Linked DNA regions of Mus musculus: regions 2, 3, 4, 5 and 6 are each linked to region 1. The links are chromatin contacts, called in public Hi-C and HiChIP or PLAC-seq maps. All regions are on one chromosome and are shown on one strand. The core of a region is the stretch at or near the end of the contact, and the rest is flanking DNA. Distances in the headings are between cores, read along the strand shown. Region 1 overlaps Runx3 (runt related transcription factor 3). Region 2 holds the start of Rsrp1 (arginine/serine rich protein 1). Region 3 has its middle 33 kb from the start of Syf2. Region 4 has its middle 52 kb from the start of Gm42327. Region 5 has its middle 33 kb from the start of Gm42327. Region 6 has its middle 7.9 kb from the start of Gm12984.

Evidence for each region. Hi-C and Micro-C count contacts between places; a contact is called where the count stands out from the background. HiChIP or PLAC-seq counts read pairs in DNA pulled down with a chosen protein or histone mark.
Region 2: a contact with region 1 is called in an H3K4me3 HiChIP or PLAC-seq map of bone marrow-derived macrophages, with 4 times the contacts expected there. The contact joins the promoter of Rsrp1 here to the enhancer-like site in region 1. A contact is called at or near these places in 13 of 39 promoter capture datasets (the 3T3-L1 cell line, the HPC-7 cell line, HPC-7-derived erythroid cells and 8 more), 2 of 484 Hi-C or Micro-C datasets (bone marrow-derived macrophages and embryonic fibroblasts), 26 of 115 datasets of contacts at active chromatin or transcription factors (the 230-238 cell line, the SCID.adh cell line, bone marrow-derived macrophages and 19 more) and 2 of 9 other capture datasets (adipose tissue and liver).
Region 3: a Hi-C map of bone marrow-derived macrophages shows a contact between it and region 1, with 41 read pairs. The contact joins two enhancer-like sites. A contact is called at or near these places in 6 of 484 Hi-C or Micro-C datasets (bone marrow-derived macrophages, cortical neurons, embryonic fibroblasts and 3 more), 18 of 115 datasets of contacts at active chromatin or transcription factors (the HPC-7 cell line, craniofacial prominence, embryonic basal ganglia and 9 more) and 1 of 9 other capture datasets (embryonic stem cells).
Region 4: a contact with region 1 is called in a Hi-C map of bone marrow-derived macrophages, with 39 read pairs. The contact joins two enhancer-like sites. A contact is called at or near these places in 1 of 15 datasets of contacts at CTCF or cohesin (the NIH/3T3 cell line), 3 of 484 Hi-C or Micro-C datasets (bone marrow-derived macrophages and embryonic stem cells), 12 of 115 datasets of contacts at active chromatin or transcription factors (the NIH/3T3 cell line, bone marrow-derived macrophages, craniofacial prominence and 7 more) and 1 of 9 other capture datasets (embryonic stem cells).
Region 5: a Hi-C map of bone marrow-derived macrophages shows a contact between it and region 1, with 50 read pairs. The contact joins two enhancer-like sites. A contact is called at or near these places in 2 of 15 datasets of contacts at CTCF or cohesin (both in embryonic stem cells), 1 of 484 Hi-C or Micro-C datasets (bone marrow-derived macrophages), 11 of 115 datasets of contacts at active chromatin or transcription factors (craniofacial prominence, embryonic hindbrain, embryonic limb bud and 4 more) and 1 of 9 other capture datasets (embryonic stem cells).
Region 6: a contact with region 1 is called in an H3K27ac HiChIP or PLAC-seq map of microglia, with 5 times the contacts expected there. The contact joins two enhancer-like sites. A contact is called at or near these places in 2 of 484 Hi-C or Micro-C datasets (LSK cells and nephron progenitors), 6 of 115 datasets of contacts at active chromatin or transcription factors (bone marrow-derived dendritic cells, embryonic stem cells, epiblast stem cells and 3 more) and 2 of 9 other capture datasets (adipose tissue and liver).

What each region holds. Positions count from the first base shown.
Region 1 is chr4:135,177,293-135,181,136 of GRCm38.p6, reverse strand. Runx3 (runt related transcription factor 3) reads right to left here. Exons shown (of 5, transcript NM_001369050.1): 5 at 3,150-3,844. Among named protein-coding and RNA genes, the nearest start is that of Runx3, 27 kb to the right of the region's middle. Within about 2 kb of position 2,001, at least 91 of the 459 cell types and tissues checked have an H3K27ac peak or open chromatin away from gene starts, as enhancers often do. A contact at or near this core is called in the HPC-7 cell line, the SCID.adh cell line, adipose tissue and 4 more, where this site is marked.
Region 2 is chr4:134,921,996-134,925,839 of GRCm38.p6, reverse strand. It overlaps Rsrp1 (arginine/serine rich protein 1), which reads right to left and starts at 2,215. Exons shown (of 5, transcript NM_023665.3): 1 at 2,073-2,215; 2 at 1,358-1,965; 3 at 408-547. The coding sequence starts at 1,913.
Region 3 is chr4:134,961,610-134,965,453 of GRCm38.p6, reverse strand. No RefSeq gene overlaps it. Among named protein-coding and RNA genes, the nearest start is that of Syf2, 33 kb to the right of the region's middle. Within about 2 kb of position 1,918, at least 32 of the 459 cell types and tissues checked have an H3K27ac peak or open chromatin away from gene starts, as enhancers often do. A contact at or near this core is called in bone marrow-derived macrophages, where this site is marked.
Region 4 is chr4:134,997,505-135,001,348 of GRCm38.p6, reverse strand. No RefSeq gene overlaps it. Among named protein-coding and RNA genes, the nearest start is that of Gm42327, 52 kb to the left of the region's middle. Within about 2 kb of position 2,193, at least 70 of the 459 cell types and tissues checked have an H3K27ac peak or open chromatin away from gene starts, as enhancers often do. A contact at or near this core is called in bone marrow-derived macrophages, where this site is marked.
Region 5 is chr4:135,016,741-135,020,584 of GRCm38.p6, reverse strand. No RefSeq gene overlaps it. Among named protein-coding and RNA genes, the nearest start is that of Gm42327, 33 kb to the left of the region's middle. Within about 2 kb of position 1,699, at least 45 of the 459 cell types and tissues checked have an H3K27ac peak or open chromatin away from gene starts, as enhancers often do. A contact at or near this core is called in bone marrow-derived macrophages, where this site is marked.
Region 6 is chr4:135,312,147-135,315,990 of GRCm38.p6, reverse strand. No RefSeq gene overlaps it. Among named protein-coding and RNA genes, the nearest start is that of Gm12984, 7.9 kb to the right of the region's middle. Within about 2 kb of position 2,145, at least 282 of the 459 cell types and tissues checked have an H3K27ac peak or open chromatin away from gene starts, as enhancers often do. A contact at or near this core is called in adipose tissue, where this site is marked.

The DNA of each region.
Region 1 (3,844 bases), core at 752-3,251:
AGAGGCTTATCATGAAGAAACTGAGATGGGGCTAGGGAAATCCCCAAAGGGCTAACTGAGCAGTAACAGTGTCTACTCCTAAAACACTGTTCCAACGGCTCCGTTAAGCTCCATTCCACCCTGGTCTGGCTCAGTGGCACATGCTTTTGATCCAAGCACTCTGGAGGCAGAGGCAAGTGGATCTCTATGAGTTCGAGGCCAGCTTGGTCAACATAGCAAAGTTCCAAGTCAACCAGGACCACACAATGGGAGCCTGTCCAAACTCAAAGGGCATGGAGTCCTTCCTGTGACATCAGGGTTAGAGGCATCTAGGAAGTCATCGTCCGTAATCTAGCTCTTCCTGAATCACAGCTTCTTCCTGTGCTCAGACCAATGGGAGACCTGCTAGCAAGTTTCTCTCTGCGGCCCCCCACTCTCTTTCCCACACTCCGCATCTTGGCTCCCCAGTGCCCCATGACCAAGGCCAGCTCCCCTTCACCACAGTCCTCTTCTGCTCAACCCCAAGCCGACCCTCAATACCTTTATCCACAAGAGTCCCCGATGGAGAAGGCCATCCTGTCTGCCTATGATCTACCCATCTCTCCATTTTGTCTGAGGGGGAAGACACACCACCGCCTCCAAACCCTCGTGCTGTCCTGTCTGTCTTGAGACTATGTTTTGCTGTGACTCGCTCATCTGCTGGCGGGACTTGGGGAATGAGTTGAGGCCAAAGCCTTGAAGATACTGTCCCCCTGACCTCAGAGGCAGAGCAGGGTTATGTGGCCAATGGCAGGCAGGCATTAGAGCACCGAGAAGGCTTAGGTTCCAGCAAGGCCGGCACAGCAAGGAACGGGGACCCACAGCATCATGACTGCCCATCCCTTTATAGACCTGGCTGGCTCGGCCAGGCACTCTGTGGTGGATATAAATATATAAAACAAACAGCCCACTCTTAGTTGCAAACTAAAAATAGGAAGCTTGGAATCCGGCTTCCCAGACTCCCCTGGCCTGGACCACACAGGTGTGGAAGCGGATATTGGGGGGACATGGGCCCTCACCCCGCTCTCTGCAAGGGTCCCATGGGGAGGGGACGAGGGAGGTCTGGGTTTCTGCCAGTGAGGGTTCTTACACTCGGCTCCTTTGACAGCTCATTTCATTTATGACCCTGAGCTGAACAGAGCCACCGAAGTGCTCGGGGCTGGGGTGTGGTGTGCAGGGGCGAGCTGTTTCTTCCCAAGGCATGCTGGGGTTCTGGCCGTTTGTGGGAGTGCAGTCTGGGCAGGGAGGGGTGTTGGTTAAGAGGGAGGCAGATCTGGGTCTGGGTCAGGTCCTGTCCTTGTGTCCTCATGTCCCCTGTCCTCGTGTCCCACAGCATCGGCCCATCCAGACTTCTCTTCCCTTGGTGGCCCGGAAGGATATGCACTTCTCAGGACAAGAGTTAAAGCTATCGCAGGCTTTGCCACAGGGTGGGGGCCTTTCTGGGAGCTCCCTCAAATCTGCCACTATGCCAGTCACAAATCCTCAAGGCAGTGGATCCCTTGACTCTCAAATGAGACACTGAAGACCTCAAGGCTCCCGGGCTGGCAGTAGACTGGCATCCTGCCTGGGCGAGCAGTGTGGGACCCTTTGATTGTGGGAAGTGCGGGAGCCTGCCTGAGGGCTTCCAAAGCTTTCTCCTCAGAACTCAGCTCTTCTTTCCAGGTCCCTGTCTTCTGGTGGGGCCTGGGAGCTCAAGGTCTGTGTGTGACTGTGCTAACATCTGGTACATGTGACCAGGAGGGTGGCTCTGCAGGGCAGAGACAGGAAGCTGCTACTGTCACTGTCACCGCCACTGCTGGGTGAGGAAACTCCAGGCAGGGCAAGGGCGGCTCTCCTGAGGCTGGGGAGTTCTTCCTAATAACAGCCCACATTCCTCTCCAAAGCAAGGGGTTTAAGGTGGGGGAGATTTGGTGGGGTGAGGGGACCAACCGTTCCTTTCTCTCTGCTGCCTGGAAGTCAGTGCTTCCGTCCCCTACAGGCCTCAGTGGTAACTGCATGGCTTCCTCCAGCTGCCTCCAGCTAAGCGGGGGACATCTCTTAGTCTGTATCCTTTTGACAAGTGGGATGCAGGTGACAGGAGTTAAATACAGTCAGGGGTTTTGCTCTTCAGTTGTAGCGGCCACCTACAGGTCCACCCTCAGATAAACCAAGTAGAAGCATGTGGGCTGTGAAGACAGTTTCCTGTTCCAACCCAGGGAGGGGTCCTGCTGGGTGACCCACCCTGGGTGTACCTGGGGACAGGTCTTGCATTAGTTGTGGTTAGAATCCTGTGGCGCTACTGGGTAGGAAAGGGTCCAGGGTCTAGGCTGGGAAAACAGGAACTTCTTGTTGGCGGTTGATCTTAGGCTGGTCCTACAAAAGGGAAAGATCTTAGAACTCTGAAATGGGTACCACAGAACCACATCTATCTTAGGAAAATCTGTATGTCCCATCTGGTCAGGGGCACAGGCTTGGGGTGGGGGGATTATCTGAGTAGAGGGGGATTATCAAGCTAGGTCCCCACACCATTATCCACAGCCCCAATTTTCAGGCTATGGTCTCAGCTTGGCAACCACCAGCTCCAGGGAGCCATGGAAGGCATGACAGCTCTCTTTGCTAGTCAGAAGGACCTCATCTCCAAATGACCGATTTGCAGTTCTGTCTTCTCTGCTTCAAGTGTTCCAGCAAGCAGACCCCAGTATGGGTGAGAGGTGGTGCTCCCTCACAGGGGCTCTCTAGAGGGATCCCTATCCCCCAAAACCCCCTTACTCTGGGAAGGTCTTCACTCAACAGGGGTTCCCACCCCAGGGAGGACTCCGCTGAGATGAACGTGGTGGCTGTCCCTCCCCAAATCTGCATCCAGGTGACAGATAGGACCATGCAGTGGCTTCTGCCTCTGTACGATGAACATAGTCAACCAAGGAAGAGAGGATTAGTATAATCTTGACGGCCCACCTGATATTCTGGGGCCTTAGCCCAGCCAGGAAGGTGGCCTTCCAGGTTCTCTGTAACCACCTTGAAGGAGCTGGGTGGTAGACTCCTCAGCACTGGGGCATCTCCCCACACAGCCAGCTCAACCACATCCAATGTCCTCTCTCCTGCTCAAGAGTAGGAGATCCCACCCTCCTTCACAACTCCAGAAGCCTGACGCGGGTCCTTCAAGGCATCTGTTATATTATTGTAACAAACACAGATTCCTCTGTTTGACAGTTAAATAGTACCCAAGATGGACAGTTGACCTGTACAAGCAAGTTGTGCATTAAAAAAAACAAAAAAACAAAAACAACAAACCAAACATACAAGCAGCCTATAGTGCAAAGCAGGCCCACTTCAGGAAGACCAGCTCACTGCAGGGAGTATACCTCAGGGTAACAATGTCACAAAGGATGACACCCACCCACACAATTACAGTAACATTGTATCAACCCCCTAGGTTCCTTGTGCTTTCTGTCTAGCCTGTGCTTTCAAGTAGCACTTTAAAGTAGCCTTGCAAATAAGGACCCTTTTCCTTTCATTTTTGTTTTTTTTCTCTCCTCTCCTTTTTCTTCTTCTTCTTCTTTTTTTATTAGCCCCAGCTGCCTGTGCTCACTGTAGGACTCACGACAAGACTCAAACTTCACTGTTAATCAGGGATGAGAAAGAGGCGATGGGGGAGGGGTGACTTTCTATTTCCACCGACCAGCGTTTGGGTATAAGGAAGGCTAGTTGTCTGGGGTAGCTTACCCAGTGCTAGGCACTGGGATCCTGAAAGTACCTTTCTTGGTGATCTGGAACAGTCTGTACCATGGACCAGTAGCGAAGCAGGTAGGAGGGCAATGGGTCGTAGCTGCTTCCTGAGAAGAGGTGA
Region 2 (3,844 bases), core at 966-3,465, 260 kb after region 1:
GAACCCATCATCAATTACCAACAGATTTTCTTCATCACTGTCTGGAGACCACATTCATGATTTCTATAAGACAGAAATAAAGCAGATAAACTATACTGTATGCTGAGCACAGACTTGGGAACATAATGGTGTACATGAAAACTACTGACAACACTCCAGTCTCTAGAGACTAGAGGGAGAGAAAGTATTACCAACAATGTACTGTTTTTACTGTAGTGTAAAGAGCAAACCAAGTGTCCAAGTGTCGACACGAAAGTAGTCCATCGTCTCCCAGTTTCCTGTGAGACAGGCTGATACTTGTCAGATTAAGGTTTTGTTCTGGACAAATGATATAAAGAACCCCAGGAGGGTTGTGTTCACTGGCAAAGGGTAATAAATGCTGGCAGCAGCTTCCTGAAGGCACTTACCTCCACCTTTGGCCCACTGCTGGAAACAGCTGTCCCCTGGCTTGCCTCCTTGGCTCGGAGACTTGCTGGCAAGTCGAAGTTGGCTGTTCCCAGAGCTTTTGCTGCGTTGGCTTTTGCTATTTCTAGTAGCTCCATTCGATCTAAGGGCATTAAGACATTCGTTATCCTCTACTAAGTACCTCTCCTAAAACAATGTTTTTCTCTTTATATGTAAAGCAATTCTAAAAAAAATCCCTTTATAGTGAGGAAAAAAACCCAACTTTCCTTAATTACCTCAACAAGTTAGTTTTGTTCTGACAAACAGCCCTATTTTGCCTTTTCTTTAAATGTTTATTTCTGTAAACTGAAGTGTTTGATAAACTTTATAGCACAGTTATCTAGACTACTAATCTTGATACAGAGTCTGCACACAAGCTCAAACTTACCTACTTTGTAACATCAAATTGCCATGTTACTTAACAGAAAGGCCAGTCAAAACCCATTTTTGAGTAAATCATGAAAAAAAAAAATGTGTTTTGACTTCACCCAGCTAGTAGGAAAGAGTGAGCCTCCTCTCTCTTGACCACCACAGCCATAAATGGACTTTAGTTCAGGTTACTGCACCGGTCACATCCGGCATGGACTTTACTCACAAGGTGAAAGGAAATACGTGAGAAACTATATTCTACCTAACTACTAACTAAACAAAAAACTCTCTCTCACTTCAAGAAATCTCAAAAGACTTCCAGCACCAAAACAAACGCAGGCCTAGATGTTAAGATGTCCTGGGCCTAATCTTACGAAATCCCAGCTAAACTGCTCAACCACATGACTCCCTGGCTGACTCACAGCGCGCTGAGGAAGTTAAACGCGGGGAGGAGCTGGGGAGGTGGCTCGGTGATAAGCGTCCAGAACTCAATCCCCAACACCACCCCCACCAAGGGCACAAACCTCAACCTGATAAAACGCACCTTTCTCACTCAGGCGAAATGGGGTTCTACTCCTGCTGCGCGACCTGGTTCTGGATCTTTCCCTCCACCTGGGGCGATCCTCGGGGTACACCGTCCGGCCGAAGCCGTAGTAGCGCCGCCCTCTAGTGATCGCGTAGTACGACCACCGGTGCTGCGACCTCCCGCGGGAGCGCGACCTGCTCCGGGAGCGGTAGGGCGACGGCGACTTGTAGTACCTCCGCGGCCGCTCGTAACGGCTGTCGCGGTGATAGCGGTGGCTGCGGGAGCGCGACCGGCTGCGTGAGTACGAGCGTGAGTAGCGCCTGTACTTGCGCTGGTGGCGCCTGCGGGACCGGGATCGGGACCGTCTGCTCCTCCGCGGCCGGCTGTGGCTGCGCGAGGACGAGCGGCTAGAGCTGCGGGAGTCGCGTCGGGAGCTGCGGGACGAAGAGCGGCTGCGGGAGCGCGACGACAGGCGGCTGGAGCGGCCCGAGCCCGAGGTGGACGGCGAGGCTTTCTCCTGCGGAGAGCCGGGCCACATGTCGTTCACGTATTTAGACATGGCGGCCGAGGACATGGCTCCCTTCTGAAAACGGAGATCGGTCCGCAAACGCAACGGCGTCTAGGAACTACAGAGAAAGTCAAGAGTCTATCATCCAGGTGGGGCGCGCAGTGCCCAGTGCGCGTGCGCGACACCCCAGGGCGAACCGGTCCCTGACCAAGCGGCCCCACTCACCTTAAACGGATGAAGAGCTCGCGAGGGCGAGAGAGGCCAAGCGGGCACCTTTCTCTGCGACCAGGAACCGAAGCGGGCGAGGTTCCCGATTCCAGCGACCGGAGAGCACAGGAACCTCCACTGCCAAAGTCCAGACTGGGACTGAGCTTAGTGGCGACGTCAGCATCGAAAATACTGGAAGCTGGCGCCGAGCATGCGCACAGACATCCGTGCGAAAGGGCGGGTCCCACTCTCGTCCAATCGCCAAGCGATGTTGGCTGCGCCTTGGAGACACGCATGCGCGTCAGTTGTCACTCCACCAACGGCCGCGCCTCCTCCCCATCCCCCACTCCCGCCCGCCTTCTACATCCGGGTATTTTGAGGATTTGTTTACTTCAGGGTTTTTTGTTTGTTTGTTTGTGGGGTCCTTGGCTGCTTTTGGATCTTGAGTTTTTTTTTGAGACAGGAGCTAGCTGTGTACCCCTGTCACGCCTCGAACTCGCGGCAATCCCCATGTCTCTGCTTCTCAGCTAGGGGGTCTGCGCCACCACGCCCAACTTTGTTTTTCTTTGTTTGGTTTGGTTTGGTTTAGTTTGGCTTCCTTTCCTGCTTTCGATTTTGAAATTCGGGAAAAGGAGAGGGTAGCAAAGAATTTAGCCGGCTCAAAAGCTGGATCAAGGACACAGAGGACAAGTCGGTTCCCGTGCCTCGGTCGTCCCCGGGTCATGTGTCGTCCCCTCCCTCCCCCAGCCGCTGCCCAGCTTCCCTTCTTGGCTCCTCCTATGGTGGAGATTGGGAGGGGTATCCCTGGACCCCGAAGATATAGTTTTAATTTAGAAAGGCTGCTTTAACGGCCTTGTTTGAGCTAATTAAGGTAATTTGAGGTCGAGACAGGAATTCCAACGACCACAGTTGACCTTTGAGGAGCAACAGTGATCCTTGATTGTGTGTGTGTGTGTGTGTGTGTGTGTGTGTGTGTGTGTGAGAGAGAGAGAGAGAGAGTAATTTGTGTGTACAGGATGCCACCGAAGACAGAGCCATTGTGGGCCACCAAGTATGGGGGTGTTGGGAACCCAGACTTTGTGCTAGGCAATGCAGCAAGTGCTCTTAATAGTAAGCCATTTCCTGAGCCCGATAGGTCTGTTCTAAGACAAGTGTGATTAGGACAGGACATTTAATCTTATTTCCAGGGCAAATTCCAAACACTCAATGTCATGAGGCATATCTGACCTTGAAAACTGTGGGTAAGTGAACAGCACTGAACGAAATAGCTATTTCAATATTGGGAGATGGTGTTCTTAGAAATTAGGCAGGGTTTTACAGAAGCTCTGGATTTTAGAGGGAGATGACAGAAATAAGGACTCTTTGTTCGTGCCTCCTTCCTCCTCCTTCCCCAATATACAGCGAAAGTGAAGAAATAAAAACCTTACTGTGGCCACCAGGATGGCTCAGCAATAAAGAATGCTTGTGGGACTGGTGAGATAGCTCAGTGGTTGAGAGCGCCGACTGTTCTTCCAAAGGTCCCAAGTTCAAGTCCCAGCGACCACATGGTGGCTCACAACCATCCATAATGAAATCTGATGCCCTCTTCTGGAGTGTCTGAGGACAGCTACAATGTACTTACATATAATAAATAAATAAATCTTTAAAAAAAGAAGAAAAAAATGCTTGTGGAGCACTACTGACAACCTGCAGTGGAGTGGAAGGAGAGAACTGACTTCCAAAAGTTGTTCTCTAACCTCCAGAAGCCCCCATCCCATCCCATCCACCAATGGTAAAAGTTCTCAAACTGC
Region 3 (3,844 bases), core at 669-3,168, 220 kb after region 1:
TGGACAGGGAACGGGGGCTGAGACCCTGGAGGATCAGGACATTGCCCCTTAGGGAAACAACATAGATTCCCCAGGGGCAGCAGCGGGGAGGTGATGTTGTGAAGTAGCTTTGTTGCTGAGGAAAGCTGGCTTGTCACTGGGCTGGGTGGCTAAGTGTGAACTTTAGGAGGCACGATGACAGGCCAACTGTAGAGTGGTGTGAGTCGTGGAGAGGCAGAGGGTAACACAATACATGTTTAAGCTCCAGTGAGATCCACGCAGCCATCTTTGCGAAGTGGCAGTTGGCTGTTGCCTCTCTGCAAACCGCGCTCGCTGGCAGGAGGAACAGGCCCTTAAGCCTTCCACACATTTCCGGAAGGCAGAAAAATAGCTATCTCAGGAGCCGGTGACAGGAGGAAGATAAATGGACTCCTACAGGAGCCAGAACGCCAATCTCTGCTGATATTCTGAGCCTCACTTTCCTCGACACCACAGCCACTTCCAAGGAGCAAGAGCTGTCAATGTAGTTCTCTGGGCAGGCGATCAGGCCTGGCCTAGACAATCATTTACAGGTTATCTGTGCCTCAGTTTCCTCCTAAGCAAAACAGAGATGATGATAATCCCATCTTCCCCCATGGCTGGTGCAAGAATTCTATTCAAATACCCAAATTTGAAGACCTAGGGATGTAGGTAGCTCTCCTGGTCACCCCACAGTCCCATCCTTGTTCTGCCCAAGGTCTGTGGGTTTTAAGAGGCCAAGTCATCTAAGCTTTGTTATAGCTGGCCAACAGGCTGCACACACACACACACACACACACACACACACACACACCTGCACACACCGATGGGGAAAATGTAGAGGCCTATGTGCACATGTGACAAATGTACTCCATGGAGACTATCCAACAGGTGAGGAACCCTAAAAAGAAACTGAGACGACCGAGTAAGTCTGAATAGAGGCTCTAGCTCAGGGCCAGCAAAATGACTCACCAGATAAAGGAGCTTGCTGCCAAGCTCCCTGAATGAGTCCCGAAAACCAACATGGTGAATGAAGACGAGAGCCAGCTCCATAAACTACAACCTCCTTGTTATCACTGGGAAAGGAAGGAAGCCAGGGACTCCCTCACCCATTGGGATGGGTCTCCAGATGGTTTGCCTTTCTGGCTCCCAGTCATCTGAATAGACTCACCCAGTCCTCAAACTAAAATGCCCCTCCATCCCAGAATCGCAGGCTGTCCGGCTGGGTTCAACCCTCGCAAAGAGCTCTGCCAAACTCTCCCAGGCTCGCTCTCCTGACCATCATCCCATCCTCAACCCCCTTCCCAGGGTCTCTAGGCCTGCTTCTCCTTTGCCTCCATCCAGGCCCCAGGTCTCTCCCACATATATCATGTGGCAAAAAGAAGCTTCAAGCTGGATGAGGTGGCTCACACCTTTAAACCCAGCACTCAGGAGGCAGATCTCTGTGAGTTTGTGTGAGGCCATCCTGGTCTACACAAAGAGTTCTAGGTCAGTCTGGGCTACATAGAAAAACCCTGTTTCAAAAACTTTAATAATAATAATAATAATAATAATAATAAGAAGAAGAAGAAGAAGAAGAAGAAGAAGAAGGGGGAAGGGGGAGGAGGAGGAGGAGGAAGAGGAGGAGGGGGAGGAAGAGGAGGAGGAGGAAGAGGAGGAGGAAGAAGAAGAAAGGAGGAGGAGGAAGAGGAAGGGAAGGGGGAGGAGGAGGGGGAGGGGGAGGAGGAAGCTTCCAGCAATTCATTACCTACAACTGAGAACTTGACCTTGAATTTGGACCTGATGTGGGGGGGGGGGGAGAATTTTCACATAGCCCCGCCCCTCAGTCCACCTCTGGAGACATTTATTAGCTGGTTCCTGTTTGCTGACAGCGCCCATGTATGTCCTGTGCCAGGAAGATGCGCTACTGGGTTCTGAGTCCACACAGATGCTGAGCCAGCAGCGAACCTTGATTTACAGCTGGCAGGGTTGGGGCAAGATGAGCGTTCTCCCAAGTCCCCAAGAACACACGAAAAGCTGGGCTCTTTCATTTTGCAGATGTAAATCATTTCTGTTCCTCAGTCTGCACGCCATGGTGACTTCCTCGCCTACCCTCCACCTCAGTCGCCAAGCTCAGAACCGAGGAGCTACCCAGGAAGTTGAGGTGGGACACGCTGACTGGGAAGCCATGATCCTCTGAAGCAGCAGTGCCAAGGTCCCCAGAGACCTCTACCTCTGCTCCGCTGTTCTTAGCTGGGCGCTCAGCAGCGCCATCTGCAGGCTCCTGGCTCCAATTTGCAGGCTTCGTGGGACAGAAGCCTACTGATACAGCACACTGCCCGCCCACTGGATCCTCCCACCCTGTTGTGACTCTCCCTGGACCCCCTCACGGAGTGCACTCTAACTGCCCCCTCCCCGCACCCACAGAGGCTCTTCGAGAACAGTCCCACAGCTGCCCGTGGCCAGAAAGCTCCAAAGCACTGAGAGGAGGCCTCTGAATGCTCCTTGAGCAAGAAAGTACGCTGCTCTGCCCTAGGCACTCCACCACACTGTCAGGGATGGAGAGCTAGCTCACTGGAGGAACTGAGTTCTATTCCCAGCCGGGATCCCAAGCCAGGTTTGTCACAACCGCCTGTCACTCCAAATCTAGGGGATCTGTCGCCCCTTTTTGGCCTTCAACAGAACCTGCACCCACATGTACCTACCCAGGCACAAATATACATAATTGAAAAGAAAATCTTTAGGGCCAAGCACGATGGCACACACCCTTAATCCCAGCACTGGAGAGGCAGGGGCTGATAGACCTCTAGGCATTCAAGGCCAGCCCTGTCTCAAGATAAAGTTAAATAAAATCTTTATATGAAAAAGACTCGTGCCCAAATACGTGTAGCTGTTTTACTCCCAACAGCCAAATCCTCAAAGTCACTCAAATGAGTTTCAGCAGGTGAACGGAAAACAGTGTGTGTGGTTTTTCCCTCCAAGGAATATTATTCAGTAATAAAAAGAAATAGACCATGATCTGTTAACAGTACAGGGGAGCCTTAAAAACATCGTGTTAAGTGAAAGACAGTGACAGGAGATGACAAACTACAGACTCCGTTCACACGAAGTCCCAGAACACCCACCCTCATCTGGGATGCTAGAAAGAAAAAAAGCAGTGGCAGCCTGTGGTGGAAGAGAGGGAGTACAAATGGCACAGAAAGCCTTTTAGGAGTGAGAGTTATTTTTTTGCACACCATTTCAGACCACAGTGATGGTTCAGTAGGTGTATGCAGGAGCTGGTTATACACTTTAAATACACAGTTAGTTAGTTGGTTTTTTTTTTAAGAGATGCATTCTAAAGATGTATTTATTTATTTATTTATTTATTATATGTAAGTACACTGTAGCTGACTTCAGACACACCAGAAGAGGGCATCAGATCTACGGATGGTTGTGAGCTACCATGTGGTTGCTGGGATTTAAACTCAGGACCTTCGGAAGAGCAGTCGGCGCTCTTAACCACTGAGCCATCTCGCCAGCCCCACAGTTAGTTTTAATATTTTTGCATTTGTTTATTTGGAGGTCACCTAAATACCATGGTACACACGTGGGGGCCAAAGGACAACTTTCAGGAGTTGATTCCTCCCTTCTACCATGTGAGTTCTGGGCTGGCACCAAGCCTTTGCCCACTGAGCTGTCTCAACAGCCCTGTTTTGGCTTTTTATTTTGAGGCAAGGTCTGACTGCTCTTCATACAAATCTTCTAGGTCTAACTTGCCCTTCTCCTACCTTAACTGTCCAAGTAATGGGAGCACCGCCCCCCCAGACCAGTGTCTTCAGACTTGGGTATCCAGCTTGTTATATCCAGATTGCCTATAGCCAATCAT
Region 4 (3,844 bases), core at 944-3,443, 180 kb after region 1:
TTCTTAGTGAGTGATGGGGGAGGGCCCAGCCCATGGTGTGTGGTGCCACCTCTGGGCTGATGGTCCTGGGTTCTATAAGAAAGCAGACAGAGCAAGCCAGTAAGCAGCACCCCTCCATGGCCTCTGCCTCAGCCTCCAGGTCCCTGCCCTGAATGAGCTCCTGTCCTGACTTCCTTCAGTGATAGACTATGCTGTGGAAGTGTGAGCCAAATAAGCCCTTTCCTCCCCAAGTGGCTTTTGTCCTGTTTTTTTCATCACACCCTAATTAAGAGACCATGACACAACACCCCTACCCCCCTGTCCCCGACACACATGATAATAAAGCTGTCTCTGTGTGAGACCTTTCTCCTGTTCCTAAAACAAGATGGTGCAATGATTATTTACACAGCATGTGTGTCCTTGGATCTCCTAAGAAATCACAGACCATCTAAGGAACATCCAAGGGTTCTGTGCAACTGCTGAATCTCATTACAGAAAAGATACAAGCATCCTCAGATTCTGATACCTGCTGGAGTCCTTGCCCCATGGGTACCAAAGAACAACGACAGATTGCTTCAACAGATCTGGACACCAGGCCAAGTTCCTTCTATTGACACTGAAGAACCTTCACCACACACCAGCTGCCATGCCTGTGACCAGGATAAAAGGTGTCAGCTGCAGAAAGAGAAGGCCTTGGGGGCTCTGCTTCTTTACACAGCTACCTGCGTATTCTGGAGCTGTGTGGGTTTAATCCAAAGCACTGCAACCAGTAGGTGGACGCTGAGCTTCTGTCAGGGCACTGGTGACACGCAGCCCTAAATACAGGGTCCCTGCTCTGGGGGTCACCAAAGCTCTGCCAGGTTTTGTGCTGCACCAGGAGCTGTTTTGCAAATGAACAGCACCTCTCTTTGAAGAGTGCACAGCCTTGAAGCAGAACCCTGGGGACCAACCAGCTACCTGCCTCTCCCATATAGTACCTGGTAGAGTCTCTCCATAGGGTAAGTAATGAGCTCTTAGGGTACGCAAGGACACCCTCATCCCCTCCCCTCTTCAGTTGATTCTTCTTCATAATCTATTAGTTACCATAATATCTATCACCTTACCCATTTTCCCATTAATATGTCCAATTCTATTGCTTGAGACAGTCAGCCAGCTCAGGGTTCGGTGAGAGACTGTATCTCAAACAGGGTGAAGAGCAGCTTCCGGGGGCACTCAACATCAGCCTGCGCCGAGACACGAAACAGCTTAGTGAGGTCACTCAGCATCTGTCCCTGATGTACGCACACAGGGACATAAATCCACACAAAGAATAAAGGGAGTGAGGGCCAACTTCATCAGCTCTTCTTACACAACCTTAAACAGAATCATTGTAAACATTTTAACCCAGATTTCCAGTTTTAAAGGTATGCATGCTTGAAATGGGTACCACTGTCTATATACGACTAAATTTTCAACAGTTTCCACACAGAACCACGGACATAGGCTCGCGAATCTGGATTCGGATCCAAAGCGCATCTCCCAGAGTTGACCTTCTCGTTTCTCATTTTCTTCACACACTCACAAAGCCAAGTTCTAACACTGAAGAGGTTTGGTTTTTTTGTTTTGTTTTGTTTTTAATTTATTTTTATGTTAGCTCTATAGGTGATTTGTCTGTATGTATGTTTGTGTACCGCGTGTGTGCAGTGCCCATGGACGTCAGAAGAGGATCCCCTGGAACTGGAGTCATGGATGGTTGGGAGCCCTCAATGTCTACCTGTGATACACAGAACTAGGAATGGACCCCTATCTTCTAGGAGCAGCACTTGCTCCTGAACCCTGAGCCATCTCCCCAGCTCCATTTTCTGAAATCTCTAATGATTCGTAATTTGGTTTGGGGAAGAAAGGCAGTCATCTCTGCTCCAAGATTGCAAAAGAGTTCTATTTTTAGACTTGCAAACACCAATTACAAGCAGCAACCCAGACAACATTCCCTGATTTCTGTTTCAGCTCCCTGTCCCCCCCCCCCCCCCCGTCCCCAGCCACTAGCAAGAACACCCATCTTTGTCTGTGTCCACTTAGGAGCTGAGGGTAATTGAATTACAAACTCAATTAAGTACAAGTTGGCACTCAAACTTAAAGACTGCTGCTTACCCATGAGCCAGAATAACGGAACACCTAGGCTCTTGGCCCAGAACGGCGCAGGGTGACTAAGCAGGCGAGAATAACACATTTCCCCTGAAATTTTGTTTACTCGTTCAATCTCGAGTCTGAGAACAATTCATCTGGGACGTTGTACTGTGAACACTCACCGGCTGAGACTCCACTCCTGTGGCTGGTTTCGACATCTTCATTAATTCAAGTCTGTGGTGCTGTCGTTTGCCTGCAAGTGCTTTCTGAATCATCTGACAGTCCTGGGACATCTGTCTCCATCATTTTTCTCCTTGTTGTCACTATAGAGGGAAAGGGAGGGCGGCTCTGACTCCTTAACTGCATTTGATGGAAGCAAGACTCACACTGCAGGATGATATAAAATGACACCTGCAGCCGCCCCTCACTCACTCAACAGGGTCCAGTGTATCCCAGACGGACCTCAAACTCATGGTGTACTTGAACTTCTCATCCTCCTGCCTCCACCTCTGAGTACTACTGGGATCACAGGAGAGAACCACCAGGCCTGGTTCACACCATGCTGAGGATTGAACCCGCCCTGGCTTTGCACCATGGGAGGCAAGAACTCTACTGACTGAGCTAATCCCAGCCTCAACCTTCTTTTTATATCTTCTAACAATGCAGTGTTTTAGGCCACTGGATTAGCTCCATCTTGCTACTGTCTCTCTCTCTCTCTCTCTCTCTCTCTCTCTCACACACACACACACACACACACACACACACACACACACACACACACGGAAGGGGCGGGGGAGGGGAGAGGCAGGCGGGAAGGGGGAGGGGGAGGGGGAGGGGGAGGGGGGAGCGTGTGTTCTGGAGGTCCAAATCTGAAGTGAGTCTGTTACGATTTGAATGGGAAATATCCATAGACTCGTGTTTGAACATTTTGTCCACCGGCACTGCTTTAAGAGGTTGTGAAGCCTTCAGGAAGTGGAGTTTAGCTGGAGGAAGTGGATCACTGAGGGGCGGGTCTTGAGCTTTATAACCCAAGCCACTTCCTAGTCCCTCTCTACTTCCTGACCTACCTTGATGCAGCTAGATGTGAGCAAGCTCGCTGAACCACAGCTGAGGGCTGTTTCTGCCGTGATGCCTTCCTTCCCCGACACGATGGTCTGTGCCCCAGGAAATCACAAGCCGAAATAAAGCCTCCTCCCTTGACTTGGAGTCACACAGACAAACACAATAACTAACACGGCCTCGCAGGGCTAAGATCACGCTGCCAGGAGGACCGTGACCTTTACTGGAGGACGCTTTCCAGCGTCTTCCCTGGCTTTGGAGGCCACTCACACTCACGGCTTCACCTCTCCAAACTCAAACCCAGCAAACACCAACAAGTCTTCCTTCCACTGGTTGCCCCCAGTTCCCCTTATTCATATCCGCTCCTTCTACGAATTACCCCATGTGATTACCCCAAGTCGCCCAGATAATCTAGAATGATCTATCACAGGGTATTAATCACCTCTTCAAATTCTCTTGTGTAAGGAAACATCCAGGTTCCAAGGGGTGGGGTGTGGACGGCTTCGGGGTCCAACTTTTCACTCAGCCTAGTGACACGCTCAGAAACTGCAGAATCACCCAGCCAAGAGGGCCCACGTCACCATGACTTCACCCTTCTGGATGCTTCCATCTTACCACTCCCTCTTCTTCTTATTTTAGTCTTTTCTGCATAACTGAAAGTAATGATGAAATTGTTCTCAAGAAAAAATCGCCAGTTTTC
Region 5 (3,844 bases), core at 450-2,949, 160 kb after region 1:
GATGGCATAAGATCCTGGAGTTAGCGTTGTGAGCCACCGGGCATGGGTGCTGGGAATCAGACTTGTCCTCTGGGACGGCAGCAAGCATCCCTAGTTGCTGAGTCACTTAAGCAGCTCCTACTCCTCTTTTTGAAATGCTATAGAGCCCCACCCCACCCTACCCCATTTCACCAGCTGTGACTATGGCTGCTGTGAGCACTGCCCTGCCCCACCCCACACCCCGCCCCACCCACCCCACCAGCTCTCTACTACAATGGCTGCTGTAAGGCCTCTTTGGAAGTTCATAAAGCATGAAGATGGGGGTCCAGCGGGGAGTCCTGATTCTCTCCAACCCAACTCTTCACCTTCTTGGACCTGCCATTTCTTCTAAACCATATTTGGTCTCTGTGTTGCCAAGAAAGGTTTGTAGAGAAAACCAGTGTGGGCTGAGTGAATGCCCAACATGGTGTGGACAGCAGCTCAGGGGCCTCCATCCTCTCAGGTCCCCAAGAGGCCTGAGGACAGCTGTCATGCAGCCTGAGTGTGCCCTTTCCAGGAACTCACCAGAGACGCCTCACCAGGAAGGAAGGAAGAAGAGGAGGAGGAGGAATAGAAGGAGGGGGAGGACAAAGAGGAAGAGGCAGAGGAAGAGGAGAAGGAAGAGGGAAGGAAGAGAGGGAGGAGGAGGAGAGGGAGGAAGAGGCGCTACTCGTTGCCTACTGGTCCAGAGCTCCTCTACCAAGTGGGAGACAAAGAGAACTGTGGCCCCTTTTGTCAGCAACCCCAAGTTGGTGACAAACTCAGAGAGCATTCTTTTGTCTCCTCCCTGTCCAAACCCCTCTGATCTCTGGCCCAGCTCAGGTGGGGGCGGGGGGGGGGGGTGGTCCTGAGGCTCAGTCAGTGGAGGTAGAGGCAAGATCTGCATTTTAACAAATGCTAGCAAGCACCTGTCATGAAGCGGTCACCTGCCATTTCTTGAACGCCACTGGAGGAAGGAAAATTCAAAACTATAAGGCTAACCAGGGATTCAGGACTGTTGTTCCAGCTACTTAGGAAGCTGAGGCAGGGGGATTGGAAAGTCAAGGGCTGCAGAGCAAATCCAAGGCCAGTCTGGGCAAATCAATGAGACCGTGTGTGGAAATAGGGGCCTGCCTAGCATGGGTAAAGCCCCGAGTTTCATGGCCAACACTGTAGCACAATGTCACTTTGTGTCTGACTTGAGATGTGACTCATGCTGAGAGACACTGTCTGTATAATGAGGTGTCTGTGGGCTGTTTGCAGCTTTAGCTTTTATCTTTCATTGCATCTCCTAGATCATCTGCAATAAGCACCAGTTATTTTTAGTCAGAGCAGAACATGTGAGCCCTTTGTTGGGGACTCTGCCCACAAGAGCTAGCTGACCCTGCTCCCTAACTCTGGCCTCATGGAGGCTTGGCTCTTTGCTGTTGCCACACTTGTCCCCCAGCTCCCCACAAAAAGGCCTGACCTGGGACTTCTGGTTCAGATCCTTCCAGGTGCCCTCACAGGTAGCGTACTCTCTTCCACGAGCAGACCTGCAGCCAACAGGACCTTGTCAAGTGTGCAACACCATGGACGCCACCAGTGTTCTTCAGCTCAGAAGCCTTGGTCACGCCTGAGCTCTGCCCAAGCCTGCTGCTCTGCCCCTATGCCAGGTTCTGGGGTGATCCAGCCTGCCCTCAATACCCACCAGCCTGTCCAGTATCACAGAACAACCCTGGGTGGTTCTATACTGAATGTCCTTCTTTCATTGTGAGCTATGCTGGCTGTAAATGTGAACACAGGTTTGCAGGGTCTAGAGAGGCAACTTCTTCATGCTCACAGCCATGACGAATCAACAAGTAGGCTCCTTGTTCTGACATGGTCTTGCAGGGAGACCGTACCCAAATCAACCCAGCATCTCTGCATCGATAGACAATTCTGTCCAGTAATGAAACTGCTTTAAAGAGAGGTGGCAGATACCGGACACGCCTGCTGTGCCCTCCATGGCTTCACCCTGACAGACATTACTAATGAATCTTAGGATCCTTTGCTGTGGAGTCAAATCCATACCTCAGAATTTGTCTTAACACTGTGTACCAAGCAAAACAAACATTCAAGGCAAAAGCAGTTTACTTTTGTAACAAACTAGCTGATTAAAATGTAAAAAACCGTCAATCCTCAGTTCTCCAAGCTGAAGAACAGTGGTCAACACAGTGAACTGAGATGAGTTTTGGGTAAGAGTCCGCATTAAAGCCTGTTCGGAAGTCAGACTTCCTGCAGCCACCAACCATCATAAGCCAACTCCAGACCAACTACTTCCACCTTCCTGGAACCGACCGCTGGTCATTCGGCTGGCGCCCCCTACTGTCCAACAGTCTTTACTGCAAGTTTTCCATTTCCCCTCCTAGAGGAAGCACACACTGGCATGATCCCCGCACTGGGCCACACTGTCTCCTACTAACTGGGGAGGGCGGGGAGGAGGGGGTGGTTCTGTGTGACCCTGCTCTGTGTCTTCCCTTCCTCACCACATGTCATTCACACAGAGTTCTGTGGTCCATCCTCAGTTGGTAAACTCAGACCACCTGAGGAGAGGAGCCTGGTTCTTGGTCACACAAGTCCAGGACAAAACCAGGACTCGGAACTCTATAGTCCCAAATTTATGCTTTCTTTAGCGCCTTACCCTGTTCCTCCTCTCAAAAAAAGGCAGAAAAGCAGCCACCTTGGGCTCTGGAGCCCCTGGGATCCCCCAGGGCCTTCATCTATTTCCAGGTTGGCCTGGAACTGTGGAGAGATCTCTCTGGGGCAGTCCTCAGTCCCATGCCAGGGGCATCCCTTCCCCCACTTCTCTGAGCTCATCTCTTCACATGCTGGTGTGGGGGTGGGGAAAGGTGTGGTGGGGTCCCTCAAATGTCACTTCTGCTAGGAGCCCATCTTCCACCACCTGCAGGTCACACCACACTCCTCACTCTCTGTCTGTGTGGCCCTGAACATAGGGCAGGCACCCGATAATTACTTGTTGACTGGATAAATTAAGACCTCAAAACGGGAATAACAAAGGAGTCATGGACTGGGAACCAATGGGTTCGGGAATCGAGACTTGAGCTGGGTGTGGAGGCAAACACCTTTAATCCCAGCACTTGAGCAGGAGAGGAAGGCAGATTTCTGAGTTCGAGACCAGCCTGGTCTACATAGCCAGTTGCAGGACAGTCAGGACTACACAGAGAAACACCTCCTCTCCCTCTAGAAATAAATCTAGGTTTGGGGATACCCCCACTGTTGGGTAACCTTGGCAAATGTGTTAGTTACTCTACTCAGGGCTTAGACAAAAGTGACTTAAGAAAAGATCCAGTTTATTTGGGCTTAGAGTTCTAAGAGGCACAGTTTATCCTAGTGAGGAAGGTGTGGATGTGGGAACAAGAGTCACAGGACAGGTAGGAAGCCAAAAGTGACAAAGCTAGTGCTCGGCCCACTTCCTCCTTAGTGTGACGTCCTGGACCCCAATTCATGGGACGGTCCTACCCACATGTAGAGTGCATCTTCCCACCTGAATTGACCTAATCTAGAGGACTTCTCTCAGGCATAACCAGAGATTGGTTTCCATGGTGATTTTAAATTCTCATGAAGTTGACAATCGAGATCAGCATCATGAGTGGCAGCCTCTGAGCCTGGAAGTTTCTGGCAGGGAGACCCCTTTTGCAGAGTGCAGCCGAATCCTGAGCTCGATGAGGAGGGGAAGGAGCCAAGTCCCCTCGGGAAGGGAGAGAGTCCTGGTGAGCAACCCCACAGACCAAGCCAGCCTCTGGGATAAGTGCAGATGGCCTGCAGCTCCGAGTAGGAGGCCCAGAGACTGGGAGATAGGCCGCCC
Region 6 (3,844 bases), core at 896-3,395, 130 kb before region 1:
CTGACACTGGGGACCCAGATGGCCCCACTCACGCTGCAGCCGTCAGGACGCCTCAGTTCCTCACCAGCAGGCTCGTATTCCTTGATATCATTTCTTTTTCTTTCTTTTTCTTTTTAAGATTTATTTATTTATTATCTGTAACTACACTGTAGCTGTCTTCAGACACTCCAGAAGAGTGCGTCAGATCTTACTACAAGTGGTTGTGAGTGAGCCACTATGTGGTTGCTGGGATTTGAACTCAGGACCTTCGGAAGAGTAGTCAGTGCTCTTAACCACTGAGCTATCTCTCCAGCCTGATATCATTGAAGAGGGAAGAGTCTTCTTCACTGTGAGCAGACCCTGGGTCCTGCCTGCGGAGAGAGGCAACTGAGCACCAGCGATCCAGCACTAGTTCCCTGCCCTCTGCTCTGGAAGGGATGGGATGTCAGCAGACTCTTCGAGTTCCAGCCCGCCCAGACTTCCCCCATGCTGATGGCTGTAGCTGGAAGTTGCCAGGCCACTCACCCTGTGTCTTGGTTACTTTTCCATTACTGTGATAAAACGTGCATGACCGAGGCAACTTATAAAGGGAAGTGGTTAAATGGGCTTCAGCTTCGGAGGGTTAGAGTCCTCGCTGACAGAGCAAAACAAAAACACAAAACACAAGGGCAGGAACAACTGAGAGCTCACATCGTGGTCCTGCAAAGTATGACACAGAGCAAGATACTGGGAATGGCATGCATCTTTTGAAACCTCCAAGCCCACTCCTGGTGGACACATCCTCTACCAAGGACACACCTCCTAATCCTTCCCAATCAGTTCCACCAGTTAAGCATCAAGAATTCAAACACTGGAGCCTACCTGGGGGTCATTTTCATGCAAACCACTACAACCTGTACCTGTCAAGTGCAATCCTGAGAGCTGAACCCAGGCTCATAAAGACAGACCCTTGGCAAACACTGGTATTTTATCATACAACTAGGCAAAGTCCACTGATCCATGGCCTCTCTGCCTCTGTGAAATTCACAGTTCTGTGGACTGAGGACTCAGAACATTGGGCCTTCCTAGGGGACTGACTGACTCAGGCATGAATCTCCCATCCTGGATGTAGCCTTTAAACATTCACCTGGGCCAGTCTCCTTTCAGGAAGAAGGTGGAGGAGCTATGTGTCCATGTGGGTAGAGCTTGGGACCTGTTCCCGTCAGCCCTTGCTGGTGAGCTTGGGCAAGCCCTTATCTCTCTCTGGGGCTCTGGGTGCCCCTTATGGATGTACAGGCTGAGTTGGTATGTCTGATAATGCTACGGACTCACTTCTGACAAATGATAGGACATTTGAGGAACCACCATCACTGACGCATTCTCCCGGAAGCCAGTGAGGACACAGGGCCAGGTGCTGATGGAAAACGGGGCTATGCAATATCTGGGTGCTACAGGTCACACGAGGGACTCGCTGTCAAGACCTGTGACTGTATCCTTTACTATGACAAAACGGGTGGCAGAACGGACTCAGGGAGAGACATTGACAAGGGCTTATCTGTCACTGTGGTGAAGACGTGGCTGCCACAGTGGCTCAACCAGAGGCGGCAGGAGGTCCCGGTGTAGCCGCTGTGTTGCTTTTCTTAGGACAAGGCAGGCCACTGATGAGGCATTGAAAAAAGAGACGCAGCTAGACAAGGTGGCGCATGCCTTTAATCTCAACACTCAGGAGGCAGAGACAAGTGGATCTCTGAGAGTTTCAAGGCCAACCTAGTCTACAGAGTTCCAAAACAGCCAGGGCTACACAGAGAAACCCTGTCTTGAAAAACAAAAGAAGTATGTGCATGCATTCTTGAGCACACACACACACACCCCAAAATGAAAAAAAGAAAGTCTCACCCAGAGTCCAGCTTGGTTCAGACTTCCTGATGGAAGCATTGTGCAGGGAAACTCACAGGCGTGGGCGACTCAGAAAGCTGTGTCACCCAAAAGTCCCACATCTCTGAGGGATGGCTTCACGAGAATCGCATCATAGAGTTCTGCTTTCAGTTTCCCTTCCTTCTGTGACCTCAAGGGAGGCAGAGGGGAGCGAATGAGTCCTCGTGACCTCTCCACCTCTCTCAGAGTGAAGAGCGGCGGGTCCAGGATCCTTGCCACACACCTGGTTGTCTCTGAGTGTGTCTGCTGATGTCATTGCTATGACTACAGGGATAAGGGGTCAGCTGGTCACCACAGCGACCTTTGCTCCACCACAGAGGAAGGGTTGGACATACCTGGATGAAAAGCTAGGACAGTGGCTTGTTTGTATCTTGGTGGATCGGAAGCACTACCAAACAGTGACCTATGTGTATAATGCCCCGAAGGTTTCCCAACCTCCCACAAGCTGGAGTGTACAATGCATGGGTCTCTGGGTGGGGGTATTGCACATTCGAGTTGTCACCATGACTAAACAGGGCTGTTCATTTTGCTCAGTGTCTTCAGCTTACAGTGCACCGAGCTCGCGACAGATGACCAGCTCTTCTCATTTACACGTCAACCCTGGAGAGCGGTTGCTATAATTATCTGCGTTTACAAGATAAGGCAACTGAAGTCCCGAGGGGAAGGGACAACTCTAGCCAAAGCAAGCAGGAGAGGGGGAGGCAGGCCCAGCTTTAGTGCCTCAAAGCTAGCGTTTCTGTGTTTCTGTTTCCTGTCACCTAACACTCCCTCTTGAGGCATTCTTGGAAGCTGAAGGGTGTGGCAAGGACGGGGAGGCTGAGTTGACCTTCTCCAGGCCTCAGTTTCCTCGTCTGTAGAATGAAGCGATGCTTTGCGTTGAACTGAAAGCTAGAGATGGCTTTTCAGTGGGTCTCGGAGAAGAGTGTGCCTCTGCGAAACCCAAGAAGTGGGCTTCTTAAATAAATGCTGATGCGAGACAGGAAGTGGCCAAGTGTCTCAGAGCCATTGTTCCACCCCAGTGGAGGTGCCAGGATAGTTCAGGCAGGGTAAGAGGACAAAAACAAAACCGGGAGTCTTTATCTAGAACTCTCCTTTCAGAGCCTTCCAGGGAAACAGAAACTTCTGGACTGTCATTGCCGAGTTCCAAACATTTCAGAGGGCTCAGCAGGAAATCTGTCATCATCTGACCCTAGCCTTGGCATCAGCCATACAGAAGGCTGTCTGGGAAAGCCCCTCCCACTGGCAGCCTCTCTGCCATGGTCCTGCCCTGCACTGAATCCACCCTCCCCACAGCTGCAGTGGATCAGATGGCTGCCCAGCTCTCCCGCTGGGGTTGGGAGTCCCTTCTCTGGGCAGCAGCTTCATTCCTGGACTACAGAAAACCGTAGCCCAAGGACTCCGCATACTGTGTTTCTGATGCAGAGCCTCACCACAGGGTCACGAAGCGTCCTGAGTCCTTCTCGGCTGGTGCAGAAGTGTACCCTACACCCCCCCTCTGTTGGTGGATGGCAGGGCTCAGTCCCAGGGGTGTGATACTCTGGGAGTGGCTATGTTTCCCCAGTCTTGACTCTATCACTGTCTGAGAACCCTTTGAGGACTGTGCGGGACAGTGCTCCCCTTGGGTTCCCTCCAGGTTCCACTGAAGGCTTAGCATCGACTACGGTGGGTGTGCTCCTGGGTCATCTCCAGTGCCAGTCACCAAGAGCTCTGATCGCTCATAGCAGGACCCCCACTTCTGCTCCGCTCTGCTCCACTGAGTCCCTAGGTCCCTCTGTCAAAGGCTCCTACGGGATTTCTAAGTCTGTTCACTGGGATCAGGTTCATGGGCTCAGGGAGGAAGCCGAGGGCACAGGTTGCTTGTCCGTCTCATCTCAGCACCTAGGGCTGCTGATCTTCACCTTTCATTTGGGGAATTTACACGAGAGTCTTTTTTTTTTTTTTTTCTCTTGGT